Linked DNA regions of Sus scrofa: region 1 is linked to region 2. A link is a contact called in public Hi-C data. All regions are on one chromosome and are shown on one strand. The core of a region is the stretch at or near the end of the contact, and the rest is flanking DNA. Distances in the headings are between cores, read along the strand shown. Region 1 holds the start of MED7 (mediator complex subunit 7). Region 2 holds the start of CYFIP2 (cytoplasmic FMR1-interacting protein 2).

Region 1 (6,529 bases), core at 422-2,921, 110 kb after region 2:
TCGGATCCCAAGTTGTTGTGGCTGTGGCATAGGCCAGCAGCTGTAGCTCTCATTCAGCCCCTAGCCTGTGAACCTCCATGTGCCACAAGTGTGGCCCTAAAAAGTCAAAAAGCCAAAAAACGAAAACAAAAAAAAAGTGAACATATTTCTTCAACAAATAAATTGATGTGTGTGGGGGGGGGGACTGAAATGGAGGAAGGAAACTATAGATTAAAAGATAATAGAAAGAGGAGTTCCCATTGTGGCTCAGCAGTTAATGAACCTGACTAGCATCTGTGAGGATGAAAGTTTGATCCCTGATCTTGCCCAGTGGGTTAAGGATCCAGCTTTGCCCTGAGCTCTGGTGTAGTTCACAGACGTGGCTTGGATCTTGCATTGCTGTGGCTGTGGTCTAGGTCAGCAGCTACAGTTCCAATTAGACCCCTAGCCTGGGAACCTCCATATGCCCTGGAGTGTGGCCCTAAAAAGCCAAAAAAAAAAAAAAAAAAAAAAAGATAATAAAAAGATACATCAGCTAGTCACAAAAGACTTCATTGCATCTTCAGACATTTGGTATTTTCATACTGATTTCATTGATGAAACTAAATCAAGTTATTAACTTATTTTTAAATGAGACAGTGGTTCTGTGGTTCAATGAAAACAACAATAAAACCCCCAAACAAGTCTTTATCTTTCAGAAATGCATACTGAACTGAAATAATGTCTATAGGTAGATAATTATTGAAATTGAAAGTAGAGACTATTCTCTACTTCTATATATGTTTGGAACGCTTCATAGTAAGTTTTAAAAACTGGAATAAAAAAATCTTTTTTTTTTTTTTTTTTTTTTTTTTGTCTTTCTGTCTTTTTAGGGCTGCACCCACTGCATATGGAGGTTTCCAGGCTAGGAGTCCAATTGGAGCTGTAGCTGCCAGCGTAAGCCAGGGCCACAGCAAGGCGGGATCCGAGCCGTGTCTTGGTAGCATGCTTTTTTGTAAGATTCCCACAAATTTAGAAATGTGTAGCACTTCTTGAAAGTCGCCTCCAGAAGAAACTCTTACATATCGTTTTGTTTTATGCTTGTTAATTTGTTGCCTGGAAATGTAACAGAATCTGAATACGTGAATAAAACTGAATGGACGGTGAAGAAATATAAATTAAGAATATGTTGCTTCCCAACCATTTTCACACATATTTCGAGATTAAGATTTCCATGTTCCAAATTATTTCCAGCATGTGGAGTCCAATCTCATTTCTTAAGGTTATTTTTAAAATTATTTATTTATGTATTTATTTAAATGTTGTTTTTGACAGTGGGGTAACATTTTTTTAAATGTAACGTTTAAAAATAGCTGCTTGTCTCTATTTTTTAAAGTTTATGTAAGGCATATGGATGCTTTAATTTTAAGCGTTAAAAAAAAACAGCAAAAAAAGAAACGACGCTACCACGTGCCACTGCTACTGATAGAAAAAGCACAAGAAAAGACTCCAACACCCCAAACCCTGCGGCTGCCGCCAAATCGCGGAAAGAGCGGGGAGAGAGGAGGTTATGCGCAGGCGCAATAGCGAGCCATCGGTCTGAGGCGGGACTAGAGCCTGGGTTAAAGGACAGCTCTTTCCGCCAGTCAAGAGACAGCACCAGTAGCTTCTTCCGGGAAGAGGAGGCCGGAAGTTGGACTTCGGCTGTGGTGGCGAAGGCGGTTACCAGTGTAAACCCAGTACCGAGGTGAGTGGGCGGCGACGACTTGGGGCTCGGTTCCGTCCGCTGCATTTCTCCTTCCGGACCCCGCCGCTTCCTCCCGGCGGGCTGGGAGTGGTGGGAGGCTTGGCGCATAGTGTGCTCGCCCACCTTCCTCTCCCGCGCCCTTCGGGGAGCGCGGCCTCCCCGACCCCCGCGGAGCCGCCGGGTAGAGCGCCTGGAGGAAGGTGCTCTCCGCGCAGTGGGCTGCGGGCTGCTTCCGAGTCGGGATCTCGAGCTGCGCCGGAGGTCCGGGGAGCTGAGTTCCAGTCGTGTGCCGCTGGTTTGTGTAGCCTCTGCAAGTCTCTTGGCCCCTCCGGCTTTATGAGATAACCAACCCTCCCTCGGGGATCAGTCCTCTAATCACATGAAATAGTGGGAGGCTGGGAAGGAGGTAGAACTATAGCCTCATCATCAGATCATCCAGAGAGGTTTTGAAGGCAGCTTTTAAGCGTCCCCCTTCACAGTAGAGAAGTGAGCAAAACCTCTGGGACTGGCACCCTGGAATACCTTTCTGTTTTAGTTAAGTCCTCCAAAACGAAACAGACACTGAAAGGTGGATCTTCAATCTGATCACCACCTGTGATGCCTGGCGCTGGTTTTACCAGAGACTTCCATCGCTTTTGACAAGTTCAGCTGAGAGAAGTGATGGAGAGAGAAACATAATTTCTGTAGTATATCAAGTTTTTTTTGTATTGTTAGGCTCTTGGTACTTCACTGATTTGAGAGAGCTTGATGGTGCAACAAAAAGGACCTAGATAAGAATTCCTGCTCTGCCATTTATTAGCTTTTTGATCTGGTTGCAGACACTCCCTCTCAATGAGACAGACTTGTAATTATCAGCTCTAAAATGAAATCGATAGTGGTATTAAACTCACAGAAATATTACGAAGCTTAAGTAAGGGAGGGTATAAAACAGTGATACTGGAGTTCCCGTCGTGGCGCAGCGGAGAGGAATCCGACCTGGAACCATGAGGTTGCGGGTTCGACTCCTGGCCCACTCAGTGGGTTAAGGATTTGGCCTTGTGGTGAGCCGTGGCATTGGCCGCCAGCGGTAGCTCGGAATTGACCCCTAGCCTGCTTCTGAAATTGGGAAACCTGCTTCTAAAATTGAGACGGCCACTCTGAGGGCACCGAGAGGAAGGGGAGTGTTCTGGGAGCCCCAGGTCCGGGATCCAGGGCCCACTGCATGGAAGGTGTTCTGATGTTTGTTGAATGATGGAATAGTTGAAATCTTAATAGTCTGTTAGATGGGAAGGATCCTTTTTAAAATTTGCTTTTAACGGTGCATTAGTCTGAATGTTTTCAAGCTTTTATTCACATTTCCATTTTCTTTGTCATCTTTTGCCTGTTTTTCTATTAATTTTTAAAAATATAGGTTAAAAACAACCACAACTCATTGAATCTTTATTGAGGATTTAGCACCTTCTAGGCATTGCTTGAAATACTGGAGGTACATTTTTGAATAAGACAGACAGTTCCTGAAGTCGTAGTGCTTTTCTTCTTGTGGGGATGGAGTCAGTAAAAAAATCAAAATTAAATTCCTAGTATTTGTCCTTTGTTAGCTTGCAAGCATTCTTCTCCCAGAAAAATGGGATTGTTTTTTAATTTCGTTTATGATATACTTTTCTATATGGTTTTTAGATTTGTTTTTGGTAGTCAGATCTGTTGGTCTTTTGTAGCACCCTTAAGCCGTGTAGTTATCTGTTGTCCATTTTCCTTGATAGATTTTTAAGCAACGCTAGGATGGAGGCAGTGTTTCTTAAGAGAGAGAATGGTGTAGTGTTTGACATTCTCAGACTCTGGATCCTTCCTTTACTCTGTGACTTTATAGAAGTGGGTCAACCTTTCTGAGCCACAGTGGTCTCATCTCCAAATTGGAAAGAGCACTTTTCTTTTCTTAGATTTCTCATAACCATGAGAAAAGTAATTAAGAACAGTGTCTGGCACATAGTATACACTACAAATATTATCTGTCATAATCATCATTATCATATATTAGACAAACAGTAAATGTTTGAAGGAATAAATGCATGTTAAAGATGTTTGTACCTACTTCCAAATTTCCACTGGTTTGGAACCCTTTTGAAATGAATGGAGCTACCAGCAAATATTTATGAAGCTTTTGTGCGCAATTGACACAGTGAGAGCTGTGATAGTTATAGTCCTTCCCCTTGTAGCTTATAGTCTGACTGGGGCAACAAATCAGATTCTGGTACAGAGAGTAAAAGAGGAAAGGAAGAATCTGTTTTTGATGAATAATCAGAGAAGTAATATCTTTAGAGGTGACAATTTTAAGCTAGTGCCTGAAGCAGGAAGAAAATCATATGGAAAGACCCAAAGGCAGGAGAGGTTGGTGTAAAGAATTGTATAAGAATACTGGAAAACATTTTTTCTAGGATAGAAGGGAAAAGGAATGTGGTGTGAGAGTTGGGTTGACTGGTATATAGAGAAGAATAGTAACGAATATGAAATAATCCCTGGTGAAGCCATTGTGTTCCAGGTAAGAGGGAATGGTGTCTTGGTCAAAACTGATGAATTCGTGATAGTGAGGTTTGGAATTAACAGGTCTTGATAAATTTGGCAGTGATGGTGAGGAGAGTAGGTTGGTAAAAACGGAGGCCTAAGATACCTTTCAGATTTATGGCTTGAAACACTAGGTATATAATGGGGACATTTTACAAGATAGGAAAGATTAGAAACGGAGAGAACAGGTGTAGGGTGTGGGTATATACGGTAGATGGAATCAGAGAACTTTTTTTTTTTTTCTTTTCTAGTTTGAAACATCCAGAAGGAGCCCAGACGCAGTCTGGAGATAAAAAACCAAGAGTTAACAGAAAGACATTTACCGTATGTCTTCTGGTGGGCAAAATCATGCCTGGTTGAGAACCACTGTAGAAATGGTATTTAAAGCTGTGGAATTGACTGAGACCATCCAAGGGAGAACACGAAACAGGTCTAAAATTACTGATCAGCAGGCAACAACGATTGTTACAGATAATTCTTTTTGACCTCGCAGTACTTGACAATTTCTGGAATTAATTGCCAGTATTTTTAAAACTTGAGAGATTTCATGTAAAAATATGGGGGTTTGCCCTTGAAACATCAAGAAACTGAGAAACAATGAATCTTCTTTCCCACATGAATGCTAGTGGCAGGAAGCTTTCAAGTCTGGCAGGCAGATGCTCAGTTTGCCCTAATCCCTGCCTCAGAGTGCTTCACTCTTTATATTGCCTGCCTTTTCCCTTTGGTATTTGAGTTTGTGATTCTCATTTAGGGCAGCCCTCTGAGGCATGCCAACATTAAAATTTGGATAGAGAAGAAAGGGCGGTAAAGGATACTGAGAAGGAGTGGCCAGTGGGGTAGAGGAAAATGAAAATGTAGGATCACTGAAGCTGGAGGAGAAGCGGAGTGTATTGCAAATTAAGGAAATGCTGCTGAGAGTTTTGACTAGTATTCATGAGGATGCAGGTTCAATCCCTGGCCTTGCTTAGTGGATTATGGATCTGGCATTGCCACAAACTGGTATAGGTCTCATATCCAGCGTGGCTGTGGCTGACAGCTGCAGCTCTGATTCGACCTCTAGCCTGGGACTTATATATGCCGCAGGTGCGGCCATTAAAAAAAAAAAAAAAAAAAAAAAAAGAGAATGCTAAGAGATTAAGATCCCCTTAAAGTCCATGGGATTTGGTCATGTGGAGATTGTTGATGACCTTGATGAGTAGTTTTTGTGGAGGTAGGAGGTTGATACCATACTGGGTAGTGACAAAATGAATGAGGGGAAGGCTGGTACAGCAGTAATTGTGGTTGGTTTAGTTCGAGTAACTCATGATGCCCACGGCCACTGCCTCACTGACTCTCAGCAGCATCTTGTTCGTCACCTCTGTGGCTTGGTGGAAACTTGGAGCTACTGGGCAGCTGCCTTTAGTACCTCATACATTCCAAGTATAAAACGGCATCCAGTATTTTACCTGTTATCTCTGACGTTGGGTGGTGTCATATCTTTTTTTTTTTTTTCCTTTTTAGGGTCACACCTGCAGCATATGGAAATTCCCAGGTTAGGGGTCGAATTGTAGCTGCAGATGCTGGCCTGTACCACAGCAGCACCAGATCATAGCTGAGTCTGCGACTTCCACCATAGCTCACAGCAATGCCAGATCCTTAACCTACTGAGCGAGGCCAGGGATCGAACCTGAGTCCTCATGGATACTAGTCGGGCTCATTACCACTGAGCCACAATGGGAACTTCCAGTGTTATGTCTTGAAAATCTGATAAGATCAGTCTAAGTGAGCACTCGAGATCTTACCATTTTTTTTTTTGATATACCTAAGCTTAAAATGGAATAAATAGAGGTTATTGTGGCTCTTGAAGATATATTTGGATTTGAAATTTCTTTAGTGGATGTAGAAAAGTTAACGTGTCTATAAAAAATAGTTGAGTACATTGCAGAAAAAGAGGGTATGGAATTGGGTCATTTTATCAAAAAAGCACAGACGATGTGAACTTGTCTGGAATATAGCAATTTTAATTTTGTCAAGGTGTTTCTTAGACCATAAGTTAGCGTTTGCTTTTGGAAATGCATCTATAATATAAAATAAAAGTGTTGTAACCTCAGCTGGGGAGACAGCATGTGTAGTTGACTATAAAGAGAGGTAGAGAAATAGGGCATAACTGGTGAGGGGTGTGGAAACCAGAAGATTTCCTTTATAGCTGAAAATACAATCAACTCTTGAACAACTCAAGAGATTAGGGGTGCCTCCCCTCTGTGCAATTGGAAACCTGAGTATAGATTTTCCAGTTCCAACCTGTGT
Region 2 (7,160 bases), core at 4,513-7,012:
TTACTAATTCCTTGGCTCACCAGAAAGGACAAGGATATTCATCTTTTGCGGGGTTGACCCACAGCAAGTAACACAGAGCTGGGCACATACTAGGCCTTAACTTGCTTAGTTGACGCTTGACGATCCTGCTGTATAGCACTGGGAACGATATTTGTCCCTTATGCTGGAGCATGATGGAGGATAATGTGAGAAAAAGAATGTCTCTATGTATGTGTGCCTGGGTCACCTTGCTGTACTGTAGAAAATTGACAGAACACGGTAAACCAGCTATAAGGAAAAAATAAAAATCATTTAAAAAAAACACTTCATGAACGATTTGTTGAATGCAAGAGCCAATGGCCAAAATATATGTCTTCTGGTTGAAAAAAAAAAATTTTTTTAAACATTATGGTCCCTCCAGGGCCCATATCTAAATCAGCCTTATTACTATAGGAATCTGAGGAGATATCTTTAGAAAATTCTTCTGGAGTTCCCGTCGTGGCGCAGTGGTTAATGAATCCGACTAGGAACCATGAGGTTGCGGGTTCGGTCCCTGCCCTTGCTCAGTGGGTTAAGGATCCGGCGTTGCCGTGAGCTGTGGCGTAGGTTGCAGACGCGGCTCGGATCCCACGTTGCTGTGGCTCTGGCGTAGGCCGGTGGCTACAGCTCCGATTCAACCCCTAGCCTGGGAACCTCCATATGCCGCGGGAGCGGCCCAAGAAATAGCAACAACAACAACAACAAAAAGACCAAAAAAAAAAAAAAAAAAGAAAGAAAGAAAATTCTTCTGTCACACAGTTTCCACCTCAAACCATAAAAAGCAGAACCTCATTTCTCTTTTCCACATGAAGGTACAGCGTGAAGGGTTTGACCCCTGGTTTTGAATTCTTGTCTCACCATGCATACCTTGCCAGCATCAGTCTTAAGATAGCACGTTTTAAAAGCACGAAAAGAAAATCACTCTCAGGTGTTCCTTCAGTTAAGACCGAGTTACTGAGTGTCTTCGATGAGGGTCAGCCCTGCAGATTCTCTCTGACCTCAGCTGGGCCTTCACTAGACAATCCTCTCATTCATCCCCAGTTGATTTCTTATTCCACCCACAGAGGCAGCTGTTCCAAACCTCCGGACGTTTCCTGCACTTTCCTACCCAGTCCACTACCTTTACTTTCTGCACAGGACCTCATCTTCTGCCGTATTTGGAAGACAGAGACCACACACCACGGACACACTACACACACCCCCTCTGTTCCGCGAAGAGATTAACATTGGAGAACCACGGCTCTCTGATGGCCTAATGATAATGCAAACACAAACTCAAAGGGCCTATTGATGGAATCATCGCTGGGTCTTTCTCGGGCCTCTCTCCAGAAGGTCATGTTTACTATCCTCTCTCCTCGTACTGCTTCTGAGTTGTCGAAAGTCTTTCAAAATGCCACTCGGTCAGAAGGAGCCCCCCAAATTCTGCCTGAACCCAAGCTCCACCTTCTCAAAATGATTTCTTTCAAGAATCCGCACCCAATTAGTTTTTGCTTTCTGTGGCCAGGGTCCAAGAAGTATGGCCCAACGGTGGTCCCTGAGGCACATCCCAACACAGTCCCCTGCATGGCGGCCATGGCTACGGAGCAGCCCCCGACCTCTTTGCATCCTGGGAGGGATCCCACACCCACTGACCGAATTCTGAAATGCCTTTGTACAGACAAAGCCATCCAGAGGCCTTGACAGAAATTGTGAATCACAAAGTGCCTTTCAGTTTCTCTTTCTGCTGGCTCGATGGTACAGAGAGGCCACGGATTTGTCTTCTTAAATTGACACACAATATATAATTAATAAATTGTTCCTTTAGGAATGGAGGGCGGCCATCCAAAGGAGCCATGCATTCAGGAACCTCCTCCCCTCCTCTGTTTCCAGCGCCTTTTCTCCTCAGACTGGGATTTAGAGACATTATCTCATCTGTGGGCTCCTGTGGCAACAGGTAGGTGACAAGCTGGGCAGGCTGCTTTCGGTTCCCCATTTTCAAACTCAGAGAGGTAGTGGCTGGTTTAAAGGCACACAGCAAGTCAGGGATAAATCTGGTGTCCAAAGACCACCGGACTGCTCTGCTTGGGAAGCGAAGCGTGCCCTTGATGTTTTTGGTTGGGTTGCAAAATGCTGAACGGATGCAAAGGAAGAGGTGCTTCCTGATCCCTGTGTCGAAATGTGAGAACTACCTCTGGACTGCTGCTGAGCATACCCTCTCCCCCTTCTCTCTGCCCTCAGCTATGCCACCTTCCTGTGCTTCTCCAAAGCATTTCCTGGCTGAAGCCCTTGCAGACATCACATCTCAGCATGCTTTCCCTTGGTTACCTTTGGCAGGTAAACCTGGGGCCAGGTTTCTTGGTCACAAAGACCAACTCCACTGGGAAAAGCACATCCAGGAAAGCACTGGAGGCAGAGGGTTGGTAAGAACTCTGGGTTGGCTAAACCTCCTTCCCCCAAACTGGGGCACATCCAGGAACTCCTGTGCCTCCTCACCCTCAGCAATGAAGACTTACACCAGCCAACTCACAGGCATGCTGTTCCTGGACACAGACACCAGCAATGAGGCATCTGCTGGGCGACCAGGGTGGAACCTTCACTGTGGGAGGCCCTCTAAGGCCATGAAATCCTTTAGCAGAGTCAACAACACACACACACACACACAAAGAATCTGTCTTCTTAAATTGACACACAATATACAAGGTGACATGAGCCACATTCTTCATGATTATGTAATTAATGCATTATAACAATAAACACATAAATATAATAGTACACACTATGTGCTAGGCACTTTGCGGCATCCCTTATTTAATAAGAGCATCCTTCCCCACCACTGATGGCACAGGTGTCTCTGCTCAAGGTAACTGCATGCTCCGCCCCCCCTTGCCCCATCTCCACGACTAATGCAGGATCCATCCTCTGGACCCTAGACTTGGCTTTGCTCCTCAGGACAATAAGACCCGAGGCCTTTTACAAAGGCTCCAGTGAGGGGACTGCTGTCTGGTTTCGTCAACTACAAGTGAATAATTAATACATGCCAGTAAAGAAATAGACTCATTGTTATGGTGGCCACATGGAGGCTATAAAAGGCCATTTTGCGCAGCTCTGGGCGGAACCCTGGGACCAACAGTGGCCAAGAGAAACCTCTTTGAGAGTATAGGCTGATCCTCAAATGTGGGGACTGGAGCTCTCGGCACTATTTTCCAGGAGTGCTGTTCCCAATGCTAATTAGCTGTTGCCTATTCATCACCTAATTCGCCTTGCCACTCAGTGACAGCAGCAGAGGCCCACTGCATGCCCGAGAGGGCACAATATTTCAGATAGGACATGTACTATTCCCCCAAGATCCTTTTCCAGTCTTTAAATTCTTGTCTACTTTCTTCTCTGCGCCAGACTCTGATTGGCTTTGAGTAAAACTCTCCTATCCTGGTGGACTTCATATCCCACTCTCGGTCTAATGCCTACAAGTTTTTCCTTTTCCATTTCCAGCAGGTACTGAACAAGGCAGGCCTGGGTGCCTACAGAACCAGTCAGAACTGGCCAGGAAATATAATAAAGAAGCTTAGTGAACAGCACGCTAATGCCCCCAGCCAGAGGCTCAGCCTGCAGAACTAGCCAGGGGAACTGGCTTTGAGAGCAACAACACACTCTTCTTGTGGCCTAGTAGCTGCTCTGGCAGATGGCAGCCAGTGTCAACAAGTAACTCTCTATAGGTTTCACCTCTTCCAAATAGACACTGAGTGCTCAACAATGCCTTCTAGTGACAGTAACCCCTGACCAGTTACACACACACACACAGACACACACACTACTCCTATGGTATTTCTGCCCTTAAGGCCAAAGCTGCCCTTGCAGCAAGCAAACAGCACTGACAGCTGCTAAAAGCTGTCATTTCAGTGAGCTGTTCCCCAAAATTGCGACCCAGTTCCCCACTCCCACTTCCAGCCCACTGCCTGAAATTCCACCGTTAGAGATATGAAATATTATTTACTAAAAGCTTTGTTTCCCATTAAAATGCCTCTAAGCCTCTGTTTCCTTTCTGGTCAAATGACTTCTAAAGCACCTGCTCTGCGTCTAATGGGAAATTTGTTTGTATTTGGCTCTTTGAGGATAAATGCCTTCACTGGCTCCTTTCTTGAAAACAATTTCTGGCACAGGAGAATAGGGTGGGGGTGGGGGTGGGGGTGGAGCACAGGGCACTGTGTGGAAGCAGAGGTGAGCGGTCTCAGGAGGGATCGCAGAGAAGCTCTGATGGAGAAAACAACTTTCAAGGCCTTCACCACCCTGTCCAGGGATATGGACCTAGATTTTTGCCCTCCAGCAGCTATAATCTTCACAGCTGCCAGCATGGCTTGCAACAGCGCCTGTGCCCAAGAGTAAGGTAAGATCGACGGCCTCCCCACACCCCTCCTTTTCCCCCCTACCCACCCCCGTGCGCAAAAGTGACAGAGTCAGGAGGTGGGAAGGGAGAGGTGGGAACCAGCACTCTCCTGATTGCCCCTCATGCCTGCAGGGCTACCCCAGCCTTTCTGACCATGCCTCGAAGGCACAAGTGCCCAGAAGCCCACAGGAAAATAACCTTGTCCCTTTCTGGGCCCCGCTGTAAGGGGAGCTGAAGGCCCATCCATCAGTCCTTGGTGAGTCGCACTGCTATGGTGGGGAAACTAGACAGGCAGAGGTCAAAGTCAGATTCCCTGGGCTGAGCAGGGTACCTGGGCAGTCTCGGTGTCCTTCTCTGTCAGGTTTTCCAGACAGAACCTACTCCAGACCATGCTTCCCGCCCCCACCCCCACTGCCACACGGAGAACTGCCCTTGTATACCTTTTCAGATGATGCATACCCCTGGAGGGAGGCGGCTGTCCTGCAACGCAGAAGCCACTACAGAGCTAAATAAAACCCAACCTTTCCCCCAGGAATCAGACCACTCTTTCCCTTCCCCCCACCTCCTCCCCGCCCCCAGCCAGCCAGAGGGAGAGGATGCTAGGCCAGAAGGCTTCAAAGCGGGTCAGGCCTGCCTCCTCGCTCATTAAAGCCCCCCACCCCGAAACAACGCTGCGGAGACCCCTGCTCCACCCATCTCACGTTCACTACAGGGCGCGCTGCGTCCAAGGCGGCTGCCAGGCGGGCCCAGGCGGCTCTAGCTGGCCCTGGGGGAGGTGATGGTAGCTACAGCGGCAGAGGCGGCAGCAGAGGCGGTGGCCGGCGCTCTGCGGTACCTGGGCGCCGGGAGGTCGCCACCGCCGGCCTCGCGGCCGCTGCAGGTGCTTCAGATGCTCGACAGGAGCGCCGCTTCCTCCCAGGCGGGTGGCTTCGGCCCAGGCCGCGCACCTGCTGCTGCTGCCACCGCCACCGCGCCTCAGCTTCTCCATGCGTCGGTGCCTCCCCGAAGGCGGTCCGCGCCTCAGGCACTAGGGTGGGCCAAAGGGGGCAGCGGGCTGTGCTGGGCCCGAGGCCCGGCCTCTGGGAGCTTCTTGGGGCCCCCAGGCCGGGCTAGCCCGGCCGCCGCGCCGAGCACCCCCACGGCGCTGGGAGAAGGGGTGCGAGCCCCTCGCGCATCTCTACGGCTGCGTCGACATCCCCAGCAGCATCCCGGTCTCCACGCCGGCCCCGAGGCCTGCGAGCGCCGCTTACCTGGGTCTGCAGCAGGTCTAGGGGAGCTGCCCGAGGATACGGCGGGGGCCCCGCGCCGGGGCGCAGGATGCTCTGCCTGGCCCGGCTCGGCGGCCGCCGCGCTTGGGCCCGCCCTCGGCCCCGCCCCTCCATCCGCTGCGGCTCCTCCTCCGTTCCCCGCACCCCGCCCCTTCGCCGCCGCGCCTGTCACACAAAGAGCAGGAAATGGCTGCGGCCAGGGGCTCTGGGTGCGTCCCTCAGCGCGGCTGGCGCATCCCAGACCTGCACCCGGACCTCTCGCCCCAGGAGAGCCAGCTACATCGCTTAGGGAGGATTTTCCCGGGCCCCTCAGACCCAGGAACCACACCTGCAGCTTGTGGGAGGACTGATCCTTTGGGCTCCATTAGGATCTCATTGATCTCACATGATTTCCAAATGCATATTTTTCGAGCACTTCTTTCGTTCCAAGCACCGTGCCAGGAGCTGAGTATGCACTGGGGTATGCAAAAGACAGAGTCTCTGCCCTTCTGGAGCTTATCATCTATCAGGAGATACATGGCATAAATTAACTTGGCAAATGTCCAGTTTCAGCTAAAAGACCGTTTTGTGGAAAAAAAAAAAAAAAGAAAAAAAGAAACAGGGTGAAATGGTAGAAAATAAACCTGAGAGTTGGGGAGAGGGCTTCTGCCAATGGAGTCTGATCCCAAATGCTGCTCCTCTGTTCAAGAATACCTACTGGTTCTCTCTTTCACTTCCTTGGTGTGGAATCCCTGAAGCTGCCATCTCTTAAGCAGAGGCCTGCCTCAACTTCATTCAGGAAGAATTAATTGCCTAATGGACAAAAAGGCAAATCCATGATGACGGAAATTAGAGAAGGAATTGAGAGGACAGGCACTTTTCTCTTCAAGACTTATTTGCCATTTAGGGCCCTCCAAAGAAATGGTTCACATTGAAATGCATCCTGGCGGGGCCTCAAACCAGGTGGAAGTCAGACAACACCTAATTCCAACCTTGGGACCCCTGAGCAAGTCACTTCACCACTCTGTTCCTGAGATGCCACCACATCTAAAATGTGGGGAATAATCGTTGCCTTTCCTACTTCACAAGGTAAATGATTTGAAATCATTTGAGATGTTTTAAAGTTAGGGGGTAAAGTCTTGCTACAAGGGAACTTTCCTGAAATATATCTGAGGGGCTTGCAAATGTAAAGTTCATCACTCAGCTCTTCCTATCAAGGGTTATTTATAGAGGAGCCACATTACTCAACACTCAGCAAAGGACTTGTATAAGTCTTTGTCCTCGCTGATCTCACATCCTTTCCCGAGTGCTCAGGATTCATGATCCTTTGTGGTTTGATGTTACATCACTCATTCTAATTTAAATCTCTATTTCAGAAAGGATGACTTATGTATACATATACATTTCTGTCCCTGATGCCATGTGAGAAAGCTGTGGGGGTGTTTGTGGAGGATGGCTTTAAAAAGAGAACTGAGGTTTCCTTTTTTGTGTGTGTCTTTTTAGGGCCCCACCCATGACATGTGAAAGTTCCCAAG

Evidence for each region. A called contact is a pair of places that touch in the nucleus more often than the background predicts.
Region 1: a contact with region 2 is called in a Hi-C map of brain, with 4 times the contacts expected there. The contact joins the promoter of MED7 here to the promoter of CYFIP2 in region 2. A contact is called at or near these places in 3 of 47 Hi-C or Micro-C datasets (blood, brain and embryonic fibroblasts) and 1 of 2 datasets of contacts at active chromatin or transcription factors (alveolar macrophages).

Annotation. Positions count from the first base shown.
Region 1 is chr16:66,113,171-66,119,699 of Sscrofa11.1, forward strand. It overlaps MED7 (mediator complex subunit 7), which reads left to right and starts at 1,672. Exons shown (of 2, transcript NM_001044615.1): 1 at 1,672-1,705. All of the region lies in intron 3 of FAM71B (protein FAM71B), which reads left to right.
Region 2 is chr16:65,995,810-66,002,969 of Sscrofa11.1, forward strand. CYFIP2 (cytoplasmic FMR1-interacting protein 2) reads right to left here and starts at 5,763. Exons shown (of 31, transcript XM_021076694.1): 1 at 5,629-5,763.